5 separate regions of the Mus musculus genome follow, and regions 1, 2, 3 and 5 are each linked to region 4. A link is a contact called in public Hi-C data. All regions are on one chromosome and are shown on one strand. The core of a region is the stretch at or near the end of the contact, and the rest is flanking DNA. Distances in the headings are between cores, read along the strand shown.

Evidence for each region. A called contact is a pair of places that touch in the nucleus more often than the background predicts.
Region 1: a Hi-C map of liver shows a contact between it and region 4, with 2.7 times the contacts expected there. The contact joins two enhancer-like sites. A contact is called at or near these places in 1 of 484 Hi-C or Micro-C datasets (liver), 2 of 115 datasets of contacts at active chromatin or transcription factors (embryonic fibroblasts and hepatocytes) and 1 of 9 other capture datasets (embryonic stem cells).
Region 2: a Hi-C map of liver shows a contact between it and region 4, with 4 times the contacts expected there. The contact joins two enhancer-like sites. A contact is called at or near these places in 5 of 484 Hi-C or Micro-C datasets (adipose-derived mesenchymal stem cells, embryonic fibroblasts, liver and 1 more), 4 of 115 datasets of contacts at active chromatin or transcription factors (embryonic fibroblasts, hepatocytes, liver and 1 more) and 2 of 9 other capture datasets (adipose tissue and embryonic stem cells).
Region 3: a Hi-C map of liver shows a contact between it and region 4, with 2.5 times the contacts expected there. The contact joins two enhancer-like sites. A contact is called at or near these places in 11 of 39 promoter capture datasets (the 3T3-L1 cell line, 3T3-L1-derived adipocytes, the C10 cell line and 8 more), 3 of 484 Hi-C or Micro-C datasets (embryonic heart, liver and uterus), 4 of 115 datasets of contacts at active chromatin or transcription factors (embryonic fibroblasts, embryonic stem cells, fibro-adipogenic progenitors and 1 more) and 2 of 9 other capture datasets (embryonic stem cells and pancreatic islet).
Region 5: a Hi-C map of liver shows a contact between it and region 4, with 4 times the contacts expected there. The contact joins two enhancer-like sites. A contact is called at or near these places in 1 of 484 Hi-C or Micro-C datasets (liver) and 1 of 115 datasets of contacts at active chromatin or transcription factors (pancreatic cancer cells).

Annotation. Positions count from the first base shown.
Region 1 is chr1:72,030,996-72,033,695 of GRCm38.p6, reverse strand. No RefSeq gene overlaps it. Among named protein-coding and RNA genes, the nearest start is that of 4933417E11Rik, 27 kb to the right of the region's middle. Within about 2 kb of position 1,250, at least 9 of the 459 cell types and tissues checked have an H3K27ac peak or open chromatin away from gene starts, as enhancers often do. A contact at or near this core is called in hepatocytes and liver, where this site is marked.
Region 2 is chr1:71,911,992-71,914,691 of GRCm38.p6, reverse strand. No RefSeq gene overlaps it. Among named protein-coding and RNA genes, the nearest start is that of Gm28818, 14 kb to the right of the region's middle. Within about 2 kb of position 1,256, at least 42 of the 459 cell types and tissues checked have an H3K27ac peak or open chromatin away from gene starts, as enhancers often do. A contact at or near this core is called in hepatocytes and liver, where this site is marked.
Region 3 is chr1:72,013,402-72,016,101 of GRCm38.p6, reverse strand. No RefSeq gene overlaps it. Among named protein-coding and RNA genes, the nearest start is that of 4933417E11Rik, 9.6 kb to the right of the region's middle. Within about 2 kb of position 1,396, at least 44 of the 459 cell types and tissues checked have an H3K27ac peak or open chromatin away from gene starts, as enhancers often do. A contact at or near this core is called in liver, where this site is marked.
Region 4 is chr1:71,634,428-71,637,127 of GRCm38.p6, reverse strand. All of the region lies in intron 12 of Fn1 (fibronectin 1), which reads left to right. Among named protein-coding and RNA genes, the nearest start is that of Fn1, 17 kb to the left of the region's middle. Within about 2 kb of position 1,292, at least 13 of the 459 cell types and tissues checked have an H3K27ac peak or open chromatin away from gene starts, as enhancers often do. A contact at or near this core is called in hepatocytes and liver, where this site is marked.
Region 5 is chr1:71,939,600-71,942,299 of GRCm38.p6, reverse strand. No RefSeq gene overlaps it. Among named protein-coding and RNA genes, the nearest start is that of Gm28818, 42 kb to the right of the region's middle. Within about 2 kb of position 1,264, at least 2 of the 459 cell types and tissues checked have an H3K27ac peak or open chromatin away from gene starts, as enhancers often do. A contact at or near this core is called in liver, where this site is marked.

The DNA of each region.
Region 1 (2,700 bases), core at 1-2,500, 400 kb before region 4:
TTACAAAGATTGTGTGTGTGTGTGTGTGTGTGTGTGTGTGTGTGTGTGTGTGTGTGTGAGAGAGAGAGAGAGAGAGAGAGAGAGAGAGAGAGAGAGAGAGAGAGAGAGAGAGAGGTTTGAGAAGCCCTCATGCTCAGGGAAACGAATTGGCCAGAGCTACCTTAGAGGCCATGAGGTGTTATCCTCTCTGCCCCGGGACTGACTGCCTTTCTGAATGCTCGTGGTCTTCGGCCATGTTGCTCAGAAATACCCTTCCTGATATCCTTATTGAAACATAATTTTATCCCCTGTATTGAAAAAGGAGACTCTTCCAGGCCATCTCCTTGTTCCCAAACAAATCTAGCTGCCGGAAGCTCTCAGATCTTGTCAACAGGCTCAGAGGTGTGCCTTCCCTCTGTGCAGGAAAGGGTCAGTTCACATCTGAGATGTCTGTCTTCTGTCTGAAGTTTCCATTTTCCAGATTTTTTTGAGGCTTCTCAACTAACAATGGATCAGGTATTCTGATGCTTTTAGATGCTTTAGATCTGTAGTTGATACTTCTATCTATCGATCGATCTATCTATCTATCTATCTATCTATCTATCTATCTATCTATCTATCTATCTAATAAATTGAGACTGTGTCTATCCATGTAACCCTGGCTGTCCTGGAACTTAGCATAGATCCTTCTGGCTCTGCCTCCTGACTGCTGGGATTAAAGGTATGCTCTATACCAGTGACTGCTTGCAGTTAATACTTCTTGTTGTTTTGAGACAGGGTCTCACTTTGTAGTCCTGACTGGCCAGGAACTTAACTAGGTAGACCTGGTTGGCTTTGAACTTACAAAGACCCTCCTGACTCTACCTCTCAGGTGCTATAATTAACAGGTGCCATCACGCCTGCCAGTTAACACTTCTAAAAATACTTGAAGAAAGCAGTTTTTGGTGACCTCTTAATCTAGTTTCCTTATGTGTTTATAACTGAAAATTTACCTTTCTTTAGTAGTTGTATACATTAGTCTCTGTTCAGTTGTATGAACGGATACATCTGATCTGCAGTTGCTGTCATTTTTAGTCATTCTCTGGGCTTGTTAATTTATAACTCTGGCTTCTGAGAAACTACTGTTGATGAAAATTCTGAAATCATTCAAAGAGCTAATGAAATGTTCAGCTCTGAATTCACCTCCAAAAAAGGGGTAGGAGTGAGCTTTTGGATGAAGCATTCGGTGTCCTCAGATGCCCTGCTAAGCAAGGGAGACCCATTGCCAACTGCCCTGTGTACACGTGGCCTCGTTATCTTGTCTGTCCTGGGAATGGCTCTTCATAGAGTTAGTGTAGGTGTGGTCCAGGCAGTGATCTGGAGTCAGGGAAACTGATGGCTGCCGTCCAGCTGGGACCCTCTGCCATCTTGTTTGCAGTCCCTGCTGTGGTGGGAGGCTTTTCTCTCTTCCTAAAGCCAATTATTTGAAGTGATCAAGAGCTCTTGCTTACAGATAGGTTGAATTCCAATGGTTTGTTCCAAAGACAAATGTTTTGAACTTGAAAACAATTCTCCCCCCACCCCCAACAAGGGTAATAAAAGAAGCAAAAGGCTCATAGAAATCTATTTGATTTCCAATTGCCAAGGAAAGCAGCAGAGTAGCTGAGGTCTGATTTGGAAGCAAAGACGGCCTTCACAAATGTGTTATTCACAACTGAAAATCAAACAGGGAAGTTAATTATAAAACATAGATTTTATAATGACCCTGTTAATTAGATAAACATGAGATGCTGGGCTCAGTTGTGTGCACCTATTCAGAAGGCTGAGATGGGAAGGTGGTTTGAGTTCAGGAGTTTGAGACCAGCCTGGAAAACATAGCAAGCCTTTGTTATAAGAAAAAATAAAAAGGGCTGGGGGGGGGGGAGGGAGGGAGGGAGGGAGGGAGAGAGAGAGAGAGAGAGAGAGAGAGAGAGAGAGAGAGAGAGAGAGAGCGCTAGCTCAGTGGTTAAGGCTGGTGGCTCAGAATCCTCTCCAGTCTCAGGGGATCTGATGCTCTCTTCTTGGTATGTAAAGCACAGACATACATGTAGGCAAAATATCTGTTCATAGAAAATAAAGAGGAAAAAAAAAGTTGACATGGAAGTTAGAGACATGTAGATTGTCGAGGTGAAAATTCTCAGGGCATTTCAAAGTTAGGAAAGTTTTACTTTATAGTGACTGTAATGATCAACCAGTACCAGTCAGCCACCCTAGGACTCAAGTTTAATCACAGAGAAGGTATGTAGAGAAAAAGAGGAGATATATTGATTCAGTTTCCTAGAACTTGGATAAAGTAGTTTACTGGAGACCCAATTCTGGGTCAACTCTTCTAGGGAAAAGAAGGGCTGAGCTGATGCTATCAAGGGCCCAGGAGCAGGCAAGCCCTTCAGAATTGTCTCATCTCAACATAAGGTCCATGCCTCCTCATGGACCAGTATGTGCTGTGGGCTGCTCCCAGGAGTGAGGCATCAGGAACATCCTGGGGAAACATTCTCCCAAGTGCCCTAGTCCCCCAACCTTCCTAGCCAGGGCACACGAGGGCATTTGTCTCAGTCCTGAAACCACAGGGAGTACCACAGACCCAGTTTTTCTTTTCTCCCATAACTGGACAAGAATAAAAGATGAAAGAAAAAGCCTGTTGACAAAGATATGTGAACAGGGGAAAAGACGGTGTGTGGGAGAATTAGTCAAACCAGGATTTAT
Region 2 (2,700 bases), core at 7-2,506, 280 kb before region 4:
CCAACTGCGTACAAGTTTATGCTCTACCAGACACCATGGAACATAGCCAGCTCAACTTCCTGCCCACTGAGGAGGCAGTGGTATCTTCACAGTGCCTGGCTCATAGCAGTTGTTTACTAGTAAGCATTAGTTTCCTTCAGCCCAAGGAGCTTATGGCAAGCCGTGGTCGCAGCCTTGTCCAGAATTCCTTCAATAACCATAGTATGATTTTATGATATTCTAGTCTAATAGTAAGTAGTTCTTCCTCAATATATAAACACTATGAAATAGTGGACTTCAAGGACTTTGCTGTGTTCAATGCTAAATTCCTTAAGACCTTAAACATGGTATATGTTTTAAAATATATACTCTTCTGAATGAATGCATAAATACGTGAATAATTATGGGAAAGGTATTGGTTCTAGTTTAGTTTCTGTTGCGGTAACAAACCTCATGACCAAAACAACTTGGAAGGAAAGGGTTTATTTCATTTTATACTTCACCATTGAGGGGAGTCGGGACAGAACTCAAGGCAGGAGTCTGGAGGGAAGAACTGGCGCAGAGACCATGGAAGAACGCTGTTTACTGACTTTTCCTGGCTACTCAACTACCTTTCTTATACAGCCCAGACCCACCTGCCCAGGGATAGTGTGAACCACAGAGGGCTGCACCCTGCCATATCAATCAGCAGTCAAGGAAGAACCCACAGACACCTCCACAGGCCAGTTGATGGACGCCTGTCTTAGCTTCTTTTCTGTTGCTGGGATAAACTGCCATGGTCAGGGCTACTTAAGGAAGAAAGAGTCTATTTTGGTCTCTGGATTCCAGAGTTTTAAGAATCCATCATGGCCAGGCAGCAAGTGGTAAACATGCTAGTAAAAGCAGGGAGCTTACTCTAGGAAGGAGAGAGAGGGAGAGATGGAGAGAGAGAGAGAGAGAGAGAGAGAGAGAGAGATGTTGGAGTGGTGCTGTCTGTAAGCTCTCAAAGCCTATCCTCCAGGGACATGTTTCCTTCAGCAAGATGCACCTCTTAAAGCTGCACAAACAGGACTAACAACTAGAGACCAAGTGTTCAAATATCTGAGGCTGTGGGGGCCATTTCTCATGAAACCAGCACAAGGTCAGCTTCTCAGTTGAGGTTCCCTCTTCCCAAGTGTATCACCTTGACAACCGATGCTAACGATGTCAGAAGCAGCAGCTGCTCTAGCGATGCACTGACTTTTAAAGGGAAGAGCTGATGTACCAGTCCAGAGAGTGACCTCTCGGGGAGTTACATGAAGTCACATGACACTATAGTAGGTGAATGACTCTTAGGCCATTGCCTGAACGTTCTATGGTGGTATTCATGGTTCAGACCAAGGGGAGGGGACTGAATGAGCATGTCTGGATGGCATTTATCCTCAGTGTAAGGAGAGGCTGTCCAACTTTGGATCCCATGAAACACATTTTGAAATATTTACAGTTGTCTCTCATCCATTCTTGCTCTTTCTATACAGCCCATCCACACTCCACAGATTTATAGCCAGTCAGCTTAATCCCTGCATTGTGAAATGATATGAAATCAAGCCATCAAGAGACCAAGAAGATGAAAATTGAGATGAAAAAAAAAATCTCTCTCAGTGGGTCTTCTGCCAGATGAGGCTATATGCTTGGGGCAGCTAGCTAACTCTTAAATAAGAAGACAAAATAAGGAAATAAAAAAATCAATACCTTTGATCTTTCTTAAAAAGTGCTCAAATATCCCAATGTTGTCTCCTACAGCCTTTATAAATCTTTCACTGGGGGCCTCAGAAAACTCCAAATCACATAACACAGCCATCAGGTTTCCAATCCAAGGAGAAAAGTGCTTTTCAAAGCAGTATGTGCCAAGCCCACCTTCACCTGGATAACATTTGTTAGCCAACCATGTGCTGTGTCCCTCTGTGTTTGTTGATCAATGTTGCAGTCACACTGACCGGAAGGGTGCTCTGTCCTGATTTCAGAGTGAGTTTTAAGCCACTTTGAAAACCCTTTAACTTGTGGGTTTGCCTCACTCTGTTTGAGTCCAAATTGCACAATAATATAATGAAGCAAGTCCTGTGGGACTCTCTGTGTCATATTAAATTTCAGGAAACCACAACCTTTGCACGTCTCCTCTGATTGCTCCCCTCCCCCCCCCCCCCCCCCCCCCCGACTGTGGCCCTATCCTGTGGCATCTGGCTGCTTTCTGGCTTGGTATTCAACAAGGTTGAAAACCCATTGCATCAGAGTCTCCTCTGACACTTTGGAAACCTCCTCCTTCTCGTCATTAAGCACTCCTGTCCTTTCTGAGTAATCAAAGCTTTATTGTAAAAACCTACTTAAATCCCCAAAGAGCTTTGAAACATTCGTTTCACTTTTCTGTCTGCTTCAATGGATATTTTATGTGAATTGTGAACTTGGGAAACATAAAAGGGGAAAATTAAAAAGACATATGCACGTTCTGTAAGAATCAGTAAGAAAGCCATGAACAACATTTTAGTGAGTAAACCATGAATGTGGGATGCATTTAGCTAGCTTGATATAGTCTTTCCATTTTCTTTATGATCCGCTCACATAAGGATGGTTGAACATTTATTCAAACTTTAGAAGGATCTTCACATTGTTTAAAAGCCTCACTATTTTACTCTGGAATGGTTTGGCCCACTCAGAAGGCTACTTAGTTATATTAAAAGTGTTCTTTAAAAGATAGCACCAGTCATT
Region 3 (2,700 bases), core at 147-2,646, 380 kb before region 4:
TTTACATTTCGACTGAAATAAATTCAGGTTGGGGGTCATTCATTCCCTCCATCCAGTGAACTAGCCCTAGTAAGAGTAATTTTCGAGGACAGTCTTTAATGTACTTTCTGACAGGAATGGGTACCTCTTAGCTGTCTCTTTCCTGGTCATCTCTGATAATGTCTAGCTTCCTTTTAATATTTACTGGTGAAATCTCCATTCTCTGAGCAATCCTTATCCACAGCGAAGGAGGCTCTTTAGAGAGAGCTTCGGAACCTTCTGCTCTTATGGATGCTGTAGTTCTTTTGAATCCCTATTCTGGCTGTCAAGCAGGGGAGAAGTGCCTCTGATCTTGGCTGACTTCATCTCTTGTGAAATCTTTGCCCTTTGAGCAAGCTGGGGTCCCTGTACTTGGCATATCAAGCACCCATACTCTTGGCTACGCCGACTAGGAATTATATTTTCAGCCTGGAGCAGAGAGGAGAAACACGTTGCCACATTCCCATTGGTAAGACACACACTTCTTAACTAGGAGAAGGGACTAGGGGAAGAGGAAGCCATATCTGTCAGCCAGGCTCCCAGTTAGAGCTGAAAATCCACAAAGTTGCCTAGGAGTGGTGAAGCTGAGAATCCAGTAAGTTGCCCAGGAATTGAGGTGCTAGCTGGTCGTGGTTTAAGTATTATGGGCTCTCTGTTATTACAAGGAGTTATCAGATTGTCTTGAATAGATGTTTCTGTCTTTCAGTGGACCCTTGGGACAGTTTCTAGACACTCAGAAAATGATTTTCATCAGCTATGATTGTTTCACTAGAAAGTAGGCCCTAAGGGATCTTCAGACTGCTGGAAGTAGAAGCGAGAGCCACTTCTTTGCAATCTAAAAATGCTCTTAATTACAATCCAATCTAAAAGCACTCTTAAATGCGAATAAACATGCCAGAATGTGGCTGTGTTTTAGAAAGTTGAGATGGATCTAAAATACTGAATGAAGAAATGTGTATGCACCAAAGTTCCAGTAGGAAGTAGACATTAATAGCATATTTAAAAGCTCAACTGAAGGCCTGAAGAGGAGTGGTATAATGCAGTGGTCAAGGGCTTGTGTAGCTTGTATGAGGACCTGGTTTCACTCCAACACCTAAAATAACAAACAAATAAACAAAACCACCCCCTGCCCCTGGCAATATGAGTAAGGCTAAAAGTGATAACCAAAGCATGACAGAGGCCAGGAAAAGACATCAGTTTCTGCTTGCCTCAAAGAAGGCTCAAGGAAGTGGTTTTTCAGAAACACACTGGAGCTCTTGGCAGAGAAATGTTTTACCAGACAGGAGCTTTATGTCCGGGATCACAGTCAGTTGGCCTGGAGGACAGGAAGGAAGGAGGCTGGCGTGGGAGGAAGCTCACTTCCAGAAGTGCTCACTACACTCAATTTCTGATCTCCTGCCAATTCCTCTACCTAGTGGAAGCCAGAGGACAAAGCAAGCTAGAGGGCTGCTGTGCACTCATCTCCTGGAGATCACATTGGGGCAAAGTGGGGTATAGATCTGCAGTACCAGTATGGGCACCCGCCCTTGATGTGTGACCATTCCCCCCCCCCCCGAATAGATGGTTTCAGAGCTTCACTGAGTAGTGTGACACAGTCGCACTTCTCCCAGCATGCACCTCTGCCAGCATCCATGAAGTTCACCTTCAGGAGTTGCACTGTGTCTTGAGATAGTCAAAAGCTACTTTCAGTCAGCCTGGGAGGTAGATGCAAAGATGCTATCGAAGGTTACAGAGCTCTGGAAGACTGGTAGGGAGGCTGTTTAATGCATCAATTATCAAGGAGCACCGCCTTCGTTTTGTGGGTCAGTTGTCCAATAGATAGCATAACAATAACATGAGCTTAGAAGGTGGGGAAGAGAGAAATCTTGCAAAGGGTCTCTTTTTGGTTAGTGACAATGGGAGAACGTCTGCAATGAATCACTCCATATCCAGCACTGGTGACATTGGACTGTCTCAGCAACAGCCCAGTGAGTCAGCTGGAATAACTCACGCATGCTGATGTGAATGAGGACAAGCGTCTCCCCGCCTTCCGGATCTTTCTCCATAAGCCCCACCCCAACCCCGTTTCAGCAGGGTTTCATGCAGGCATTTACCAGAGTTACCCTAGAAGTCACATCCTAGCCTCTGGGGCTCCCACTTCCTCTCCCCACTATGTCTACCTTCTTAGTTGTTCCCATGACGTTCTTTTGTTTCTCTTTATAGTTTCTCAAACTTTTTTCTGCTCTATGGTTCCAGAGCATCTAAGATGTATACAATATTATATAAAAATAGTACTTGATGTGGGGACCTAAGAGACAGAGTGGAATCTCTGGAGATTTCTGTAGGTGATATGGAAAGCAGAGCAGAGATCTTGGAAACAGACTTGGTGGTGTGGCGTTGGAGTTAGACAGACTTCTTGGTGGGCAAATGGATAGGGGAGGGGCCGTGGCTAGGTGATAAAGGCGGCAGACTTGCAAGATGTCTGGCTTCTTTCTCCCTTTCCTGATCTGAGATGAAATCCTGGCAGCTTAAAACAAAGGCCCATGGGCTTTATCTCCCACCAGTGACATCCCCTCCACCCCCGCTGACTAGGGGTGGGGTGGGGTGGGGCTAACAAGTTCAGAGATGGATCAGGACGCATTTACAGACAGTCGTGGGCCTATAAGTTATCCATATCCTGTCTTTCTTCAATCTGAACAACTT
Region 4 (2,700 bases), core at 43-2,542:
TTGTCTTAAATTGTTTTATTTCACCCTTCATCAGGGAAAAATCACCAAAGACTATGAAAAAGTGCATGCTACAATTTTGCATTTTACACAGTTGAGGACTCCATTAGGTGAAAACATTTCAGTTCATTTTATCTCAGTCCTGTGTGTGTGTGTGTGTGTATCTGTGCTTGTGCAAACACATGTGTGGATGTGTGTATGTATGTGCACATGCATGCGTGTGCATGTGTGTACATGTGTGAGTGAGTGTGTGTGCCTGTGTTTGTGAGTGTACATGTGTGTGCACATGCGCATACATGGGCATGCATGCTTGCATTCGTGCATGTGTATGTGTGTGTGTTCAAGTAGAGCCATAAAGTAACTCAGACTGGAAGTGAAAGAGTTTTACATTCTGTTTCTTAAAGAGAAGTCACATCGACAGAAGGCAAGAAGTACAGTATGAGGCATAAATTTGTTTCCTGCCATCTTAAGCCCTTCTTTGTGTCAGATTTCATTTGTTTAGTGAGATGTAATGTGGAACAAAATCTGGAGCCAAGAAACTTGGTCAACTCCACCCACACCGTTCGAATACCTTAAAATATTTATTGTGGTTTTGTTGTTGATATTTATTGCTAGGTTCTCATTGTTTTGTTTGGTTGTTGTTTGTTCTCCCATAGAGACATCATGCCTAGCCATAGGCATTAATTCATTTTGGGGAAAACATTTAAAATTCACACGTTGATTATGAGTGCCATTTCAGCAGACTCCTAGATTTCCGTTAATGATTTATTTATTTATCTGTATGTGTGTGGAGAGGGCACTGGGTCACAGCACATACGTGAAGGTCAGAGTGGACTTTGAAGTTCTTTCTTCACACACGATTCTTTATGTGGGGATCAGACTCAGGTCTACAGGCTTGTGGGAGGCGAGCACCTTACCCTGAGCCATCTTGCTGGCCCAAATTTAAGACATGAAATACCACCTGTATTCAGAAACAAAAAGATTTGGGGTGGGGGGAGATAATCCACAAGAATACAAAATATTATAATAATAAATTAACTCCATAAGTATTAAGATTAAATACTAAGATTAAACTAATCTTCCTAAGAGTGTCCCAAAGTGAACGATGAGAGCCCAAGGCAGTGTGAGTCCTCGCTCTGACTGTGCTGTGAGAGAGATACTAGTTAACTTCTCCTGTGGACAAAGGGAGACTTGCTAACCACCTTTAAAATTGCTTCCAGTCCTTCACTAACAGTCAGAGACCCAGAGCACCCGTCCACCACTCATGCAATCATGTTTTGTTTGTTTTTCAATGACAGGGTTTCACTGTGTAACTCTGGCTACTTTGTGGACCAGGCTGGCCTCAGACTCATAGAGATCCACCTGCCTCTTCCTCCCAAGTGCTGGGATTAGAGTTGCATGCCTCCCATATCCAGAATACGCTCATTGTTTTTATGTGCTGGGGACATCCTCCTCCGCTCAGCCCTTAGACATTGTCAGGGTAGGATAGGTGATTGCTTCCGCAACTATGTAGCTCAGAGCAGCCTGCATTTTTGCTGGACTTTGGTTTAAGAGTGAGTTACTTGCCGGGCGTGGTGGCGCATGCCTTTAATTCCAGCACTTAGGAGGCAGAGGCAGGCGGATTTCTGAGTTCAAGGCCAGCCTAGTCTACAAAGTGAGTTCCAGGACAGCCAGGGCTATAACAAAGGAACCCTGTCTCGAAAAACAAAACAAAACAAAACAAAACAAAACAAAACCAAGAGTGAGTTACTTAACATTTTTAAAAATTGAATCCAGTTGCTTTGTTTTGCTTTTTGAGTCTCATCTAGCCCTGGGTGGCCTCAAACTTACTATGTAGCCAATGATGACCTTGAACTTCTGACCATGCCTCCTGTCTCTTGTTTCCAAAAGGCTGGGGTCACAGGTGTGCACATTACACCTGGTCAACTTAATATAGTTTAAAAATCTGATTACAAATGAGCCATAAATTCAGAAAACACATATTTAGGAGGATTGGATTTTCCAATGATACAAGCCAAGAATAGAAGTTTATTTTTGTGTTCACAGTCAGTTTTTGCAGGGCAATTTTTGAAATTTATTTTCTTTTAAGACCTTTTCTTTTAAAAATAAGTCTATTCACATATATCTTGCTGCAAGCATTGAGGGTAGATCTGCTGATGGACAGGAAGAGTCACCTAGCGGGAGTTTTACCTGTTGACTTTGTTCCCTGTTTCTAAAAAGGGCAATGTCAAAAACCCATTGAACACAGAAGAGATTTCAGGGCAAGCGGATGAGTGTTTGACCCTAGATAGCAGGCTCAGTGTTTATCTCAATGGAGGCTTTGCTCAAGGGCTCATGCCTAGCCTTTGAGGCTCCGATGGCTGAAAGACCGTGTCTGAGCCTTGCCCTGTTTGTTCTTCCTACTAGGTTGGTAGAGATGTTCAAACTAACAAAAGGTAGCAGGAATTTGGTTTGTCAATAAGCAACCAGGAAAGCACAGCTCTCAGCAAATTAGGTAGAGAAAGAACCTTTCGGGTCAAAAAAAATCATGAATGTTTAACTTCTCCAGGGTCACTATTATCGGAAATCACTCTTTCTGACCTTACTGTCAACTGATTTTGAAAGTGTATAATGTGGCACCCTACAAGTGAAGATCTCACAGTGGGCATTGCTATTAGAAGTGTAAAAGGTCCAGGGAGGTGGATGGTCGGGATCACACAACTA
Region 5 (2,700 bases), core at 15-2,514, 310 kb before region 4:
AAAACAAACAAACAGATTTCTCCATTTTTTTTTTCCCAAAGAATTTTGTTATCAGCAATGCTATGCAGCCTGGCATAAAACCCTTGACAATATCAAAGAGATGGTATTTTATAAATGGAACAGAGGGCAGAACACAATTCTCTTTCATGATATGGCCAGAAAAAAAAACAGATTACATTGAGTGACCCAAAGTACCCTGACTCCATTAGACCCCCAGTTCTTATTCACATAACATTCTTCCCTAGTAAAGAGATCATAAGGGAGAGGTTCGGGGACTGTCAGAAAGAGGAGCCCACCCTATTCATTTAGGTCTGATTTATGAACTGTTGGAACTGCTTCTCAAACTCTGCCTTCACAGCCTCTCCAGTGCCTGATAAACAATGTCCAAAAATCCTGCAGATTTGGGGAAAAAAAAAAATCTAATTCTTACATGTCCAAAGTCCCCTTCTGGACCCTGGGAGGAAGAAACATTGGAAACTCCGAAGAGCTGCCGGTGACAACTGTCTACTGTGTTTCCTGATACCAGGGAACAGAAATGAGGCTTGAAAGAGAAAACCCACAAAGTAGAGCCCCCACTCCCCCCAGATCCCTTTGAGCCAAATGCTGGCCGGTTGGATTGTCCAACACCCATCCCTCAGCCATTTTCCTTTTCATGTTGTGGTTTAGTCCCTAGAAATACACCTTTTGTTTCTTTCTTTGTTTGTTTGTTTCAAACTGGATGGAATTATAGAAAACAAAGTGTAAGTTCCCAGGCGCACAATTTTCTCACAGCCAGAAAAAGGGGGGGGGGGGGGAGAAGACGCGGATTCTTTTGTCTGTCCCCAGACCCTGTAGCTTTCTTTTTGAAAGAAAATGCTTAAAAAAAAAAATACAGAGGGAACAGTCATCTGGCAGTGGGTGAACATGATTATCTTTTAAAAATAATAATGGCGCCTAACATTACAGAAAAAAGGAAACTGTTCTCTTTGTTCTAAAGACTGTATATTTAATACAGATAAATATCTCTTAAGGCATAAGTACAAAAATCTTTTTTTTTTCCCCTTGGAGAACTGGTCAATTTGCTAGTCTAGACTTCTAGGAAAGCACCATGAAACTGTTATTTTTAGAGGGGCCAAATGATCTTCCAATGCAACCTTATCTGCCCCAGAAGTGAAATGAATCCAAGTTTTAGAATGGATTTGGCAGCTCCAGGGTCAGGTTCTGATATAGATCTGGGCTGACGTCATATCAACAAGGGTATCAAAAGGGTTGTATTTGTGAACTCTGTTCTTAACCAAGGACGGGTCCCCTGTCCGAGTCAGGGCTAAAGAGGGTTTCCTAGGCAACACCAAGGAAGGAGGAACTCTCTATATAAAACGGTTTGAGTGCCATCTGCTTCAAAGGGTAGCTTTTTTCTCTTTTGGTCTGGCATCTTGGCTTCTGAGATCAATTTGTGGGTCCTTTGACCCTCGGGAAGCCACTGGTTAGTGTCCTCACAGCATTTTGGGAGTTGGCTAAAAAAATACACATAATGCATTATTTCACAGAAAATATGAGTGTGTGGGAACTGAGGGGGCAGGGCATTCATGAGTAACACGCTTGGTGGACACATGAGATCAGCGTCTTCCCGTCCTCACCGCTCTGAAGAAGTAGTGGTGGGTGGACAGAGGTGCGGTAGTGGGGCGCAGCAGCTGGAACACAGAAGAAACAGTCATCTTGGCCATATTGAAACCTAATTTGCCACAGGCATGAGGCTGCCCAGGCATTGGGTACCCAAGGCCTCTTAGTTTCAGCTAAAATTGCCTTCTTTTTCTTTTTCTTAAACAATTTTTGAGATTTTAATTTATCTCTTATTTTTATTTTGTATATATGAGAGTTTTGCTAGCATATTGATGCACCACATGCTTGCTGTGCCCACAGAGGCCAGAAGACAATATCAGATCTCTGGGACTAGAGTTTAGGTAGTTATGAGCCACTGTGTAGGTGCTAGGAATGGAACTAAGGTTCTCTGGAAGAACTACCAGTGTTCTTAACTGCTGAGCCATCTCTCTAGTCCACTTTGAAATTTCAAGAGAAAAGTCCACAGTAACTCACATTTATGTATGTATGTATGTATGTATGTATGTATGTATGTATGTATTTATTTTTGCGACAGTCTCTCTACATAGTCCTGGAATTCATTTTCTAGACAAGGCTGGCCTCGAACTCACAGAGATCTACCTGCCTTTGCCTCCCAAATGCTAGGATTAAAGGTGTGTGCTACTCTGCCTGGTGATTCAGTAACTTAAATATATATATCAAACTTCCCTTGAGCATCAAAGTAATTGTTTAACAACAGATTGATGCAAATTTGAAATATATGAATTAGAGCAATTTGGAATTTATTTTGTTAGAATGATCCATGACCTTTAAGTTTGAAGAAACCATGAAATCTTGGATATTTAGCTTGTTTTTCCTCTGATATTTTCTAATTTAGAAGATGCAAAATCCCACCTGATACCACCATAGCAGCAAGTGTGTTGAGCACTCATATTATCTATCTATCTATAAATTATTAGTTCTCCTGAATGTCTAGCGTGGGAGATTTTCATTTAAGAAGAAAGAGAGTCCATGATAGCAACCTAACATTTTGCTGGGGCCTCTGGAGTGACTTCCAGTGGTGGCTCTGAAGGACAGAGTAATGGGACCTGACAGTCACCGTCCTCTCCGAGGTCACACTAA